3 separate regions of the Mus musculus genome follow, and regions 1 and 3 are each linked to region 2. The links are chromatin contacts, called in public ChIA-PET and promoter capture Hi-C maps. All regions are on one chromosome and are shown on one strand. The core of a region is the stretch at or near the end of the contact, and the rest is flanking DNA. Distances in the headings are between cores, read along the strand shown.

Region 1 (4,593 bases), core at 1,695-4,194, 490 kb before region 2:
ATCTAGATTGGTCGGCTTGATCTCTAGGGGTGTGGAGGTCTGTGGGATTGGCTAGGGCTCTAGGGATATTCCAGAACTCTTGCTTGGGGGATGCTGTGGGTGGGGGTGGAAATTGTTGCTGACTCCTTACTCTTGCCTCAGGCCATGTGGCAGCAGCTTCCAATTGGCTGCCCAAAGCCTGTGGTTTTTCCAATAACTGAGATGCCAGACTTGCCCAGTTCTGAGAAGCAGAAATTTAGGCCTAGTCTCCTAGTCTCCTGACCTGCCATTTTGAAGCCTAAAACAAAGACTTACAATTGGGCACTGTGCAGAGTGTGACTTTTAAAGACTCAGTCCTAAATAGGATATCTTCATCAAACTTCTTCCTTCAGGGCTCAGGGATGTATTCCAAAGAGGTGGAGGAAAGACCAAGAGCCAGAAGTGGTGGATGGCTCCAAGTGTCTTTCAAATGCAACAGGTGTGAGACACAGATGAACTCCCAGAGACTATGGCAGAGTGCACAAGACCTGTAGGTTCAAGCCAGACAGGGTAGAAATGGACACAGGCTGTTACCCCTAACCAAGAGGCTATCTGCAATTGATACCCTCTGCAAAGGAAAATTACTTTGCTCCAGTGATTCTCACTGGGTATATAACCATACTTCAGGGTAGACTTCATGTCTAAGAACAGTTGGTCAACACAAAATGAACTTGTCAGGTCTAAAGGAAACTCTAATTCCCCAACTCCAAAAGTCAGTTCATTTATGTTGTAATGAGCTTAACCTGAACTATAGGAGGATTTCTGGAGATGTGATAAAAGTTCCTTAGGAACTTGTGAAACCAGTTTTTATCTGCCTAAAGGAGTCTGTCAAAGGGTTGTATTGAGATATGAGGAAGAGAACAATCATTGCCTTTGACAGAAGGGACATAATGGCTACCTGTGGCCCCTTTCAGCACATCAAAGCTCGTGCCTGCCTCTCCCAGGTCCCTTGGCATCACAAGTACCTGTTACACATTTCAAAGTCCAGTGCAGCATGGTAGCCCTTCTCACCTCCCCTATCCTAAACAGAGTTTCTCTGTGTAGACCCCAGCTGTTTTGCAGCTTGAATGAAAAGGAAGACACAACCACTGCTAAGCATGGTTGAGGAGACAAATTTCATTATAGATATGAGGAAGAGAACAGCCTGCAGCATCTGGAAGAGTCCTGACCTCCAGACTGACCATGGCCAGCAGGACAAGACTAGGCCATGAGAGGAAAGGGAGCAGTGAGAGGAACAGAAGAGAGAGGAGAGGGGGGCAGAGGACTAAGAGAGTGCATGGAACAAAGAGGGCATGTAGCCAAAATGGCAGTTATATAGGTATCAAGCAGGGGGTGGGGTGAGGTTTTGGTCGGGGAAGAGAAATGAAGCCCAGCCCCTGGGTTGGAGTGGTTTAAAGTGGGGGCCGGGTGAGAGTGATAGAAGGAGCCACAGATACTGGTCTTGGTTTTCTTTGGGATCTAACAAAACTCCCTCAGTAGAACAGGCACACCCTCTGCTCTATAGGTCTAGGACAACCAGGGCTATGCAGAAAGACCCTGTCTTGGGAAACAAAAAACAAAAAAACAAAGAGAACTGGCTGGTCTCAGACTTCAAAATCTGCCTGCCCCTGCCTACATGGTGCTGGAGTTAAAAGCATGTGCTACCATGCCCGGCTTGCCGCCCCCTCCCCGCCCCCCAACCCCCAGGCTGGGCGGTGATGGCATACGCTTTTAATCCCAACACTTGGGAGGCAGAGGCAGGCAGATTTCTGAGTTCGAGGCCAGCCTGGTCTATAGAGTGAGTTCCAGGACAGCCAGGGCTACACAGAGAAACCCTGTCTCAAAAAAACAAAAAACAGGCTGGTGAGATGGCTCAGTGGGTAAGAGCACCCTACTGCTCTCCCGAAGGTCCGGAGTTCAAATCCCAGCAACCACATGGTGGCTCACAACCATCTGTAACAAGATCTGACTCCCTCTTCTGGACAGCTACGGTGTACTTTCATATAATAAATAAATAAATCTTTAAAAAAACAAAAAACAAAAAGAGAAGAGCCAGAGACATCTGAAATAGTCGAGAGTACAGAGGGAAAGAAGTAGACTTAGAACATAGACAGGAGACTGGATGTGGTCAAGGCTATCTTTCAGGAAAGCCAGCATGTGTTTTGATACCTTCACATAAGCCTGAGTAGGCTTATGTCCCTTCTACCAGAGGTAAGGGAATTGGTCTCACAATTTCCTGAGCAATGCGGGCTTTTATCTCACAGCTAGAAATACTCTACTCCACTTTGAGCTTATATCTGGATATTTGGGCTATCTTTTGTAGTTTAGAGTTTCCTTTGAACCTCACAAGGGGGTAGAGATGGAAAGCATGTTAAGAATATATTGTATAACAAAAATGTAAAATAAAAACAAGCAAACAAAAATGTGTGCTGGGTCTGTTTGGTGGCCAACACCTGTAATCTCAGCATTTAGAAGCCAGAGGCAAGTGGCTCTCTGGGCGTTTGAAACCAGTATGGTCTACAGAGTCAGTTCCAAGACAGTCAAGAGGATTTAGAGAAACCCTGTCTGGAAACAAAGCAAAATTACATATAAATTCTACTTGTTTCCTACTTTTAACTCACAAGTTGTCCAAACCCAGAAGGGACGGTGTGCAGTTGTGACCCAGTAGCGTTCTAGTTCCAGCACCCATAGAACTTGGCACCGATAACTCTGTTATCCCAAACCTGGGGAGATGGAGGCAGGAATTAGAGGCCAGTCTGAGCTATTTGCATCCTGTCTCAAAAAAATAGGAAGAAAAAAAAAAGGAAGTTAGGTCTGGTTTGGTCTGCCTCTCAGTGGCAAGTGGTCGGTTGCCTAACTTCTCTTAAAAAGTCCTGGTCTCGGTTTGGTACTCATTTCCCAGCGGGCTCACGGCCTCCAGCCAGTGCGCAGGCGCAGCGGTGGTCACCACACGTCACGTGTGAGACCCGTTGCCCTAGCGACCTGTGCCGGGATCTTCGGAGCCGCAACCGACCACACTTCCTTCTAGAGATCTGTTGGACCAGACGCAGGGATATGGCTGTGTCCTTCCGCGGCCTGTCCTTATCGGCTCACTCCGAGGGCTTGAGTGAGGTCGACAAGAACTCAGGGGAGCCTGAGAACACCTACATTCTGAGGCCCATTTTCCAGCAAAGGCGCGTAGCAGACAGGGCACGGAGGGCGATGTGGGGATGGGGCCGGGGCTTTTGGATGCGTGAGCTTCCCTAAGGAGACACGGAGAGGGGCCGGGCTGGGGAAGGGATTGGGCGGGTTTATGCATTCCGACGTAGTGATTTCTCCATCACGGAATTCTGCAGTCTGACTAGCAGGTCTTACCGGGAGCCTAAACTGGCGCTGTGGAAGTGGTTGACTTCTTGGAGGCTTTAGGGGGTGCGCACGCGGGACAGGAAAAATAGAAGCTGGAAACAAGCGGCTTACAAGCTGTACTCCTATGGTTACTGTGTGCATACCTGTGCCAGGAAGGATATGCTTACTTCTGGCACCCGACTTGTGTCTTTACAAAGCCCTTTTCATATAGCGTCGATCGCCACCTTAGGTTGCTAGAAGAGGGCGGTCAGTTCAGACTATAGGACATATACATCACTAACTTCATCTTACAAAAGAAAAAAAAAGGTTCGTGTGCTTGTGGGTGTGGCTGAGTGTTTGGGTGTATGCATGCTACTTAGGATCAAGGGATAACTTTGGGGAATTGGTTCTGTTCTGTTCTTGAACTATGTGGATCCTGGAGATTGAACCCAGGTATCAGGTTTGGGTACAAGGCCCTTTACCAGCTAGCCATCTCACTGCGCCCAAGAGAGGATTTTTTTGTCCCCAGGGTATGCAACTGGTTGGTGAAGGGCTGTAGAGATAGCTCAGTCTGTCACTGCTTGCTCTGAAAGCATGAAGACCTGAGTTCAATTCCTGCACCCCTGTAAAAAGTCGTCGTACACTGTAATCCCGGTGATGGGAATTTGGTCCCAGTAATAGAGAAACAAGACTCTAGGACTCCCTGGCTAGCCATCCTGGCTTCATCTGCAAATCCCAGTGAGATACCCTGTCTCAAAATCATGGTGGAGGGCTGGAGATATTTCTCAGTGGTTAACAGCACTGACTACTCCTCCAGAGGCCTGCGGTTGAGTTCCCAGCACCCACATGAAGATCAGATGCTGTCTTCTGGCCTCTGTGGGCAGAGGTTGCATGTGGTACTTAGTCACACATGCAAACAAAATACCCATAGACATAAAATAAGTAAATCCTTAAAAAAAAAACAACCCAACAACAAACAAGGTAGGGGAGAGTGGCTATATTTCCATAGCAGCTTCACGAAGCCGTTTTCACATGAATATAGAAAAATGCATGTTTTGTTACCTCAGTAAATGTTCTAAATATATAGAATGGTATTGAGCTGTATTTCTCTGTACACAGTGAAGAATGATGTTAGTAACAAACATGCCAGTGATCCTATGAGTTCATATGTGACTTGTCCGAAGAGCGGCTTAGCATTTTATGAAAGACTGAACAAGCATAAGCAAGGGCTGGAGAGATTTGCTCCTCCTGGAGAGTACCCAGCGTGGGTTC
Region 2 (4,368 bases), core at 485-2,984:
CAGAAAATACATATATTGGGTATACATTACTTGACAAAGACTACCCATTACCATGAAGGGGCTCATTAGTAGACATTAATAATTTATTGTGGGACTTGTTGCAAAAGAAACTAGAATGTCAAATTGCTGAGAGCCAGACATGGCATCAACTATTACTTGTTTTGTGTTCTCAGGGGTTGGAAGGTCAAAGTCAGCTTGGGCAACATTGGGACTCTTATCTCAAACAAAACAAGACAAAAGGGCTGATAGAGCAGGTCTTGGAGCAACTGTTACTAATCAACTTTATTACTGAAACATTTTTACAATTTCTTGAACTCAGGAAAGTGCTTTTTGGGGGCTTCCCTGAAGTTGGGCTTTGAGTGATGAGCAGCTTCTCACACCTCATATTTTCTTTTGTGCTCTGTGATAGATTTTTCTCATCTGTGTCTTAATGTGCTCACATGCATCAAAATCATACTTGGAATTTTGCTCTCTGTCATCCTATTTTGTAACTTCAGGTTTTATTCAAAAACCTCACTCGTTCTTTTTTTTGGGGGTGGGGTGGGGTTTTGTTTTCAAGACAGGGTTTCTCTGTGTAGCCCTGGCTGTCCTGGAACTCACTCTGTAGACCAGGCTGTCCTCGAACTCAGAAATCCACCTGCCTCTGCCTCCCATGTGCTGGAATTAAAGGCGTGTGCCACCACTGCCCGACCCACCTCACTCGTTCTTGCTCTAGAGGGACTGCTTTGCCGTGCACTCTACTCAGCCCAATTGCTGTTTTCTTATTGTAACTGGCCTCCTTGGGTTCCAAAATAAAATTAGCTAATTCTTTAGAAAAGAGACTTTATCTGACAGGCCCTCGAATTCTGTACAGCAAAGTAAATTTGGTGAGTGATATTTGCATCACATATTAGGAATGGCTTGAATTTAAAACAGATTTGGAAAAATAAGAGACTGCAGGACTGGGAGGGTGGGGTTTTATTTAAATGTGAGTGGTAGTTTTCATTACTTGAATGGTTTCCGGTTTTGGTCTTTCGGTTCTAAATTTAATCCCAACATTTATTACATAGCCAGATTTCAATGTTAGATGTAAATATTATTCGTTCTGCTCTAGCTAGTGATAAAATCTGCGCAAACAGCCACAGTATTTAAGACGTTTGGTTTCATTAAGAGCTCTTTCATAAAAAGAGTTCGAAGCCAGCCTGGTCTACAAAGTGAGTTCCAGGACAGCCAGAGCTATACAGAGAAACCCTGTCTCGAAAAACAAAAAACAAACAAACAAAACAACAACAACAAATCTAAAATACATAACAATTTCAACAAGAATTAGGGACTTTGTAGCCGAATCTGCTCACACGGTATGTTTGTTTTCCCGTTCAAGAACTAATAGTATATCCACAAATTCCAGTTCAGATCATCTGGCGGTATGGTGACAAGCTGAGAGACAATTTTGGGCTTATCTCAGGGAGTCCCCTCTAAGTGCCCAAGTTTCTGGCAGCAACAGGGCTAAGGAATCTTTGCCGTTTAATGTAATCCACCACTGAGAGTTGGAGCGCTGTTAAGGACGGGTTTTGGTTTTTGTAGTGGCCTTTTAGGGAGCCCAGGGTACCGGGCTGCTCCAGCTCTGCGAAGTCGGTTCGGTTTCCCTGGAAAACCTGCTTGTGGGCGGGGCAGGCGGCTTGTTGCGCCCAGCGCGTCCGGGAGAGCTGTCCCCGGTCCGCGAGCCCCTTTCCCCGCCCACCCAGCGGATCGCGTGGCGCATGCGCAGAGCCGGGCCGGAGAGTTGTCGGCTGGGAAATGGCGGCCGCGGGCTTGGTGGCTGTGGTAGCGGCTGCGGAGTACTCTGGCCCTGTGGCGTCCGGGGGAAACCTCTCCGGTGCGACCTGTGGGCCGAGCCCTGGGTTGGGCCCTGGTCCTGGCCCGGGCTCTTGGAGCCGCTCGGTCGACCGAGCCCTGGAAGAGGCGGCGGTCACCGGGGTGCTGAGCCTGAGCGGCCGGAAACTGAGGGAGTTTCCCCGGGGAGCGGCCAACCATGACCTGACGGACACCACCCGGGCCGGTGAGCGGGGCGCGGGCATCCCTGCTACCCGGGACCCGTGGAGTGGGGGGCAGGGGGTGTGTGGCGACCGGCCCGAGGCTCCCCGGGTAACGGGGACCGCTGGCGGTACCGCGCACCCTCCCGGCCTGGCCAGACCCGGAGCCTGGGGTGCGGCAGCGCGCAGCAGCATCTCCGCTGCCGGCGAGAGGCAGTTGACGGGTGATCTTTCTTGAATCGCTCTCAGAAATCTCGGCATCAGTGCCCGCCCCGTAGACTTTTTGCCTCGCCCCGGTGTCTGCAGACCACTTTGCATTTGGGATGCCGAATTGACTTTGCTAAGAGTTGGAGCGTGGCAAGCACGTTCTTCCATCGTAGTATGGGTGACGCTGGGTGCTGCATTGTCAAAGGATCCAGGTCCGCTCTGGCGTTTTCCCTAGTGTGTGCGAGTATGTGTGTGTAATGTGGACTCTAACACTGGGAACAGCTTATTTCTCCGCCTCCGTCTGATTTACCGAAAAGTACTTGTAAAAATAGGCCATCTTTAGGTGCTCAGGACTTTCGTCTTCCATTCTTACCGCCGCCTAAGAAAACATGAAAAGAAGTAGGATATTGTCTACCACATCTATATTTGCTTTTCCCTTTAAAAACATTTCTGCGCCTTATATTGTTTAAGACAGGAAAGAGAATGGGGATTAAGTATTATTTGGTTTCCTTAGTTGTGGGAAACAATGTATGGTAACTGAGGTATTCAACATACTATATAATGTGTTCCTCTTGTGTTTTAAATATAGCTTCCTCCGGGAGTAGATTAAGAATTGAGTCCTTTTGTTTTACATAAGGGGAGGGGTCCCCTCAGAAGTAGTTTAAATGTTTTGTGTTTATGTCATATACATTGTTTCATCCTCATTCTGCTTGATTTTAAAATGTGAGAGTTAATACTTTTTCTTAGGCTTGTGTAGTCATCAAAGATTGGTAATTATTACATATTTCACTAATGTTGAAAAAATAAATAGAGCTGGTAAGATTGCTCAGTGGGTAAAAAGGCACATGCTGCTGCCAGACCCGACAGACAACCCAAGTTTGATCCGAAGAACCTACATACTGGAAGGAGAGAACTGACTCTTGCAACTTGTCTTCTGCCTTACATTGCGCACACACGCGCACATGCGCACACATACACACACACACACACACACCACTGCACTAAATATTATTTTTTAAAAAATAAAACAAAGACATTAAATTATCCCTAGAAACTATTATTTCCAAAGAAACTTTTCCTCTGCTTACTAAAGCTTATTAGTGGTAGCCTTTATTTTCAATATGATCTGAATTTTTTTCACTTGGCACTGAAGTCAGACTTGCTAAGGTAAACATGAAGAGTTACTTGAATTTTTTATGTGTATTGGTGACATCATGTAAACTTGTCATTCCTACCCCTCCCTGCCTTCTTGATTCTGCTCACGGGAGGGCTGACTGTCTGGCAGGGCGGTTTTCATATTGAGGTGAGTCATTTCAGTATTGCTGCTCTAAGCCTGAAGGTAAAGAAAAGGGTGATTATAGGAGTCTATCTAACTTATTATCTCATCTGTTCTTGAATAATTCTAGGAGCAAAAGTTTGAGCCATCAAGAAAGAAAACGTTTTATTGACAAAACCAGACATTTATTAAGAATAATATTTAATTTAAAGAAAAGGTTTTCTTATTGTTTGTTTTATTTTATGTATATGAGTGCCTTGTAGCTGTCTTCAGACACACCAGAAGAGGGCATTACAGATCCCATTACAGATGGTTGTGAGCCACCATGTGGTTGCTGGAAATTGAACTCAGGACCCCTAGAAGAGCAGTCAGTGCTCTTAACTGCTGAGCCATCTCTCCAGCCCCAAGCTTTTTTTTTTTTTTTTTTTTTTAATGTATATTATTACTCATACTTTAATGTTCTAGTTACTATATTAAATCAAAGGTTTTGTTGTTGTTGTTCTTGTTTGACACTTTATCTGGTCAAAAGTGTACTAGAAAAGGAGAGATTAAAAAGATCACAAAGTATTCTTTAACCTGTTAAGCCAGATTCATTTTTAACTTCAACAGCTCTTAGTAATTAGAACAAAAATAGTTTTAAAAAGGCAATTTAATGCCAGTGACATCATTTATTGACTGTTCACTATTTGTTTTCCATCCTTAGATGTTTAAGATATATTGCCTTGTTAAATATACATAACATATGGATTAAATATGATTAAACCCACTTTCATAGGAAAAGTAACTCAAAGATACTCCTACTACTGGTAGACTTTTACCTAGCTCTCTCCACTCTGTCAAACAGCTTCTCTGTGTGTAATGAGGCATCATTTT
Region 3 (4,069 bases), core at 258-2,757, 270 kb after region 2:
CTGGAATGAACTACAATTCAGAAATGGAGGGCACACCTGTGATCCAGATCTTGAGGCTGGAAGACAGGTTTTTGACCTGGATCTTGACATGGAGATCTTGAGCCATAGTGGCCATGAAAATCTTAGGCCCAGGCAAGGTACACACACCTTTAATTCTAGGAGACTGAGGTAAGCAAATCTTTGAGTTCAAAGTCAGCCTGGGACAAAGCAAGTTTTAGGTTCAGGTATGGTGGCACACGCCTTTAATCTAAGCCACATCTTCTACTGGAGGCCTACATCAGGACCTTGAAGAAAGAAGGTTCACTCTTCTTCAACTGATTGTACTTACTTGCTAGCAAGTCTGTTGGAATCTATTTCCACAGAAGACCAGCTTATACTAGCCTCACAGGCCTGACTTCCCACTCACAGCTGCCCATTGTTGGGTTAGTTGGACTACAGACTGTAAGTCATTACAATAAATTCCCTTACTATATAGAGACACTCCATATGTTCTATGACTCCAGAGAACCCTAAGACAAGGATTATTTCTTTTTTTTTTTTCCGAGACAGGGTTTCTCTGTGTAGCCCTGGCTGTCCTGGAACTCACTCTGTAGACCAGGCTGGCCTCGAACTCAGAAATCCGCCTGCCTCTGCCTCCCAAGTGCTGGGATTAAAGACGTGTGTCACCACACCCGGCTAAGGATTATTTCTTAAGTACACCAGTGTGGTTCTTTCAAGTAGTTGTTACCCAGGTTAATCATGCCCACCTGGTAGAGGTAAACTTTCCCTGTGCCTAGACAAAGAGTTAATGGCAGGCTGGGCCTTGCAGATGGTTGTGGTCCTGCATTGCCCCTGTGTCTTGTTTTAGGAATGCTCTTTGATGGGTATAATGGCAGGTTGTCTCCTTTTGCTGTGGGAGTGGAGCCTAACTGGAGGTCAAGCTGAGGGGATAAACAGTAAGAGAAACTTCTTCAGAGACCCCAAACTTCAATTATGGTAAAAGTTTTCTTTCTTACAGTTTGTAACAAACGTGGCAATAAACTACTTTTCTTCCAGTGTTATTGGTCCTTTTTAAGTAAGCTTATTAGTAAATCCTTTTTATATCAATCTACTTCAAGTTTCTCCAGCATCACCAAGAGCTCTAATTTCCAAGACAATTTCCTTTTCTTTAAGACGATTTACCTTAGTCCAATATCATGTTGGGTTTTTTGTTGCTCAAAAATGACTGATCAGTTATTTTTCCCCACTTTGTTCTGTAAATTCTTATTTTTTTAGGTTCCCTTAAAAGGCAAGGAATGGGGCTCCCCAAGAGAGTATAGGACCTGTTTAGCAAGACCGTTTCATTCCCTTTTTCTCCCTCCCTCCCGCCTGCTGCCTCTTTCCCCACTGCTTCTTTCAGCTCCTTCTCTCCCTTGAGGCTCCGGTCACCGCCTCCTTTCGGGATCGTCTGCCCCAATCAAAGATGGCGCCGCCGCTTCAATGCTAGCGGAAATGAGCTCACACGACACCGGAAAGGAAGGCGGGGAGAGCTAGCAGGCGGGTGGGTGACCGGCTGTGGGTGGGGCGGCGGCCCGGGCCCTGGCTCTGGCTTTTACGTTTAGGGCTAAGGAAGCTCCAGGGAGCGGTCGGCTCCTGTGAACTCCGTGGGGCTCCAGGGCTAGCGCTCTCGGAGGAGGCCACGGTGAACCCCTCGCCTCCGGCCCAAGCTCAGCGGCCTCGGAGCCCGCGTCCTGCCCGGCGGCGTCTGCCCGACCCTCCGCGGGCTTCGCGCGACCGCTCCGGCTCAGTTCGGGGCTGCGGTGGGAACCGCGGAGCTGGCTGGACAGGGCCCTTTCTCCCGAGGACCCGGCTGAGGAGAAGAAGCGGCGCGGCTGGCCCGACCCCCGAGTCCTGAGGTCAGGCCGTGGGCTCCGGGGCTCCCGGGCCGTGGACCCCGTCCTTGCCCCGCGTTCCCAGGCAGAGGATCCGCGACCTCGCCCGCGCCGCCCGGCTGCTCCTCGGAGTGTGGCACCGAGCCCTCTGGCGGGGTGATTTGTCCTCCTTGTTCTTGCTCGGGAGAGGCATCTATCTGAAGGGTACCCGTGCTCTTTAAAACTTTTAACCAAAGTGGAAATGCGTGTCCTCTTTTTCTGGACCACTGTCGATTTCCACTCTAGCCGAGGTCTGAGATCCCGTTGAGAGTAAAAAAACGAGAGAGAGAAAGGGGGAAAAGTACTTACAAAATAACTCTGCACTTGGTGTCCCTCGCCCGAGAAGGGCAGATGAACTTTGGAGTTAAGATGCAGGGAGGTGAGCCGGCATCGGTGATGAAAGTCTCCGAGAGTGAAGGGAAGCTGGAGGGCTTGGCCACAGCAGTGACCCCGAACAAGAACAGCGGCAACAGCAGCTGTGGGGGTGCCATCAGCAGTAGCAGCAGCAACAGCAGCCGCGGTGGCAGTGCGAAAGGCTGGCAGTACAGGTATGGCCCTCCAAAGTGATGTTCTGGGGTGGCTCGGAGTGTGATGGGGTCTGCATATCCCAGTTGGAAGGCCAATTCCAAAGCGGCTGATGATCTGACTTGGAGATAGAACCCTGCTTTCGTGAGCAGGATTGACTTTCTTCAGAAATTCATTCAACAGGTAATTTTTTGAGGCCCTTTGAGGAATTCAGAAATGTACCCCAGAGTTTTCTCGATTATCCAAGGGCTTATTCTTCCTCTGATTTATCTCTACACTCACTTCTGGTTTTTGCCTCTGTTGTAATCTGTTTACAAGCAAGCCTGAACGTCTCTTAGAGCAGAAACTGTGGAACTCAGCGCTTTGAGAGGCAAATGCTGGTCTTCAAAACTTGTGGAATGATTCGAGTAACAAGAGTCAGAGAAGATCTTATCCTTTGGTTGCTTGTGACTTAGAGAAGGGGAGGGACTTAAATACAGAGGCTGATAAGCAGTAGAGTGTAATCAGGCTACTTGAAAACTCTTGAAATTCTACATTTGTTAGTTTTTTTTTTTTTTTTTTTTGGTTTTTTCGAGACAGGGTTTCTCTGTGTAGCCCTGGCTGTCCTGGAGCTCACTTTGTAGACCAGGCTGGCCTCGAACTCAGAAATCCGCCTGCCTCTGCCTCCCGAGTGCTGGGATCAAAGGCGTGTGCCACCACGCCCGGCCATTTGTTAGTTTTTATTAATGTAAATGAAAAACTTGGAGAAATATCAAAAGCTTCATTTTGGTGCTTTAAAAAATATATGTATAAAGGGTTTGTAAAACAAAAAAATATATGTATATGTATGTATGTGTGTGTGTATATATATATATATATATACATATATATATATATAGTATAGGGAGAGATTACTACCCATAATTCTAAGAATGAATGGAATTAGGGCATCCTATAATGTTGGATCTACACTGATGAATACTGAAATTTTGGGTAACTGCTTGTATGTTTAATTCTAGTTGGTTTTGTTTGTTTGGTTTGGTTTTTGATTGTGTTAAACTCTTTGACTACACTTGTAAGACTTGGAAGGGGTAGGAACCAAGATGTTGTGAAAGCTACATATTTATCATGAGTACTATCCATATGTATGAACTGCGCGTGTGTTACAATATGCAGATGTGGGCTGGGCGTGGTGGTGCTCTCTCTTAATCCTGGAGCATGGGAGACAGGCAGGAGAATCTCTGTGAGTTTTGAGGCAAGCCTCATATCTGCATAGTAAATTCCAGCACAGCTAGGACTATATATCACCCTGTATCACCTAATATGCAAATATATGTCTATGTGAAATATGCAGGCATGAACCTACAGAAGTGAGAAGAGTAGCTAACTTTGTAATTGGCAATGGGGATTGAAGTCAAGTCAGTGTAACTCTCCCCCTTTGTGATTTTTTTCATTTTATTTTTTTATGGGTGTGAATGTTTGCCTGCATGTATGTATGTATGTATGTATGTTTGCATATGTGTGCACTGGCTCTATTGAATCTAGAAGAAGGCATCAGATCCTCTGGACCTGGACTCATCATGGAGCTGCCACATGGGTTCTGGGAACCAAACCCAGGTCCTCTGGAAGAGCAGCTAGTGTTCTTAACTGCTGAGCCATCTCTCCAGCCCCTCTCA

The links. Promoter capture Hi-C pulls out the DNA fragments that hold promoters and counts their contacts. ChIA-PET counts read pairs in DNA pulled down with a chosen protein or histone mark.
Region 1: a promoter capture Hi-C map of pre-B cells shows a contact between it and region 2, with 2.8 times the contacts expected there. The contact joins the promoter of Tctex1d2 here to the promoter of Lrch3 in region 2. A contact is called at or near these places in 6 of 39 promoter capture datasets (the 3T3-L1 cell line, hippocampal neurons, liver and 2 more) and 2 of 115 datasets of contacts at active chromatin or transcription factors (bone marrow-derived macrophages and memory CD8 T cells).
Region 3: a contact with region 2 is called in an RNA polymerase II ChIA-PET map of memory CD8 T cells, with 81 read pairs. The contact joins the promoter of Osbpl11 here to the promoter of Lrch3 in region 2. A contact is called at or near these places in 2 of 39 promoter capture datasets (the HPC-7 cell line and pre-B cells), 1 of 484 Hi-C or Micro-C datasets (CD4 T cells), 7 of 115 datasets of contacts at active chromatin or transcription factors (the 230-238 cell line, bone marrow-derived macrophages, effector CD8 T cells and 4 more) and 2 of 9 other capture datasets (adipose tissue and pancreatic islet).

Annotation. Positions count from the first base shown.
Region 1 is chr16:32,416,758-32,421,350 of GRCm38.p6, forward strand. It overlaps Tctex1d2 (Tctex1 domain containing 2), which reads left to right and starts at 2,945. Exons shown (of 5, transcript NM_025329.4): 1 at 2,945-3,170. The coding sequence starts at 3,052.
Region 2 is chr16:32,912,366-32,916,733 of GRCm38.p6, forward strand. It overlaps Lrch3 (leucine-rich repeats and calponin homology (CH) domain containing 3), which reads left to right and starts at 1,735. Exons shown (of 21, transcript NM_001081255.1): 1 at 1,735-2,038. The coding sequence starts at 1,777.
Region 3 is chr16:33,183,564-33,187,632 of GRCm38.p6, forward strand. It overlaps Osbpl11 (oxysterol binding protein-like 11), which reads left to right and starts at 1,508. Exons shown (of 13, transcript NM_176840.3): 1 at 1,508-2,437. The coding sequence starts at 2,241.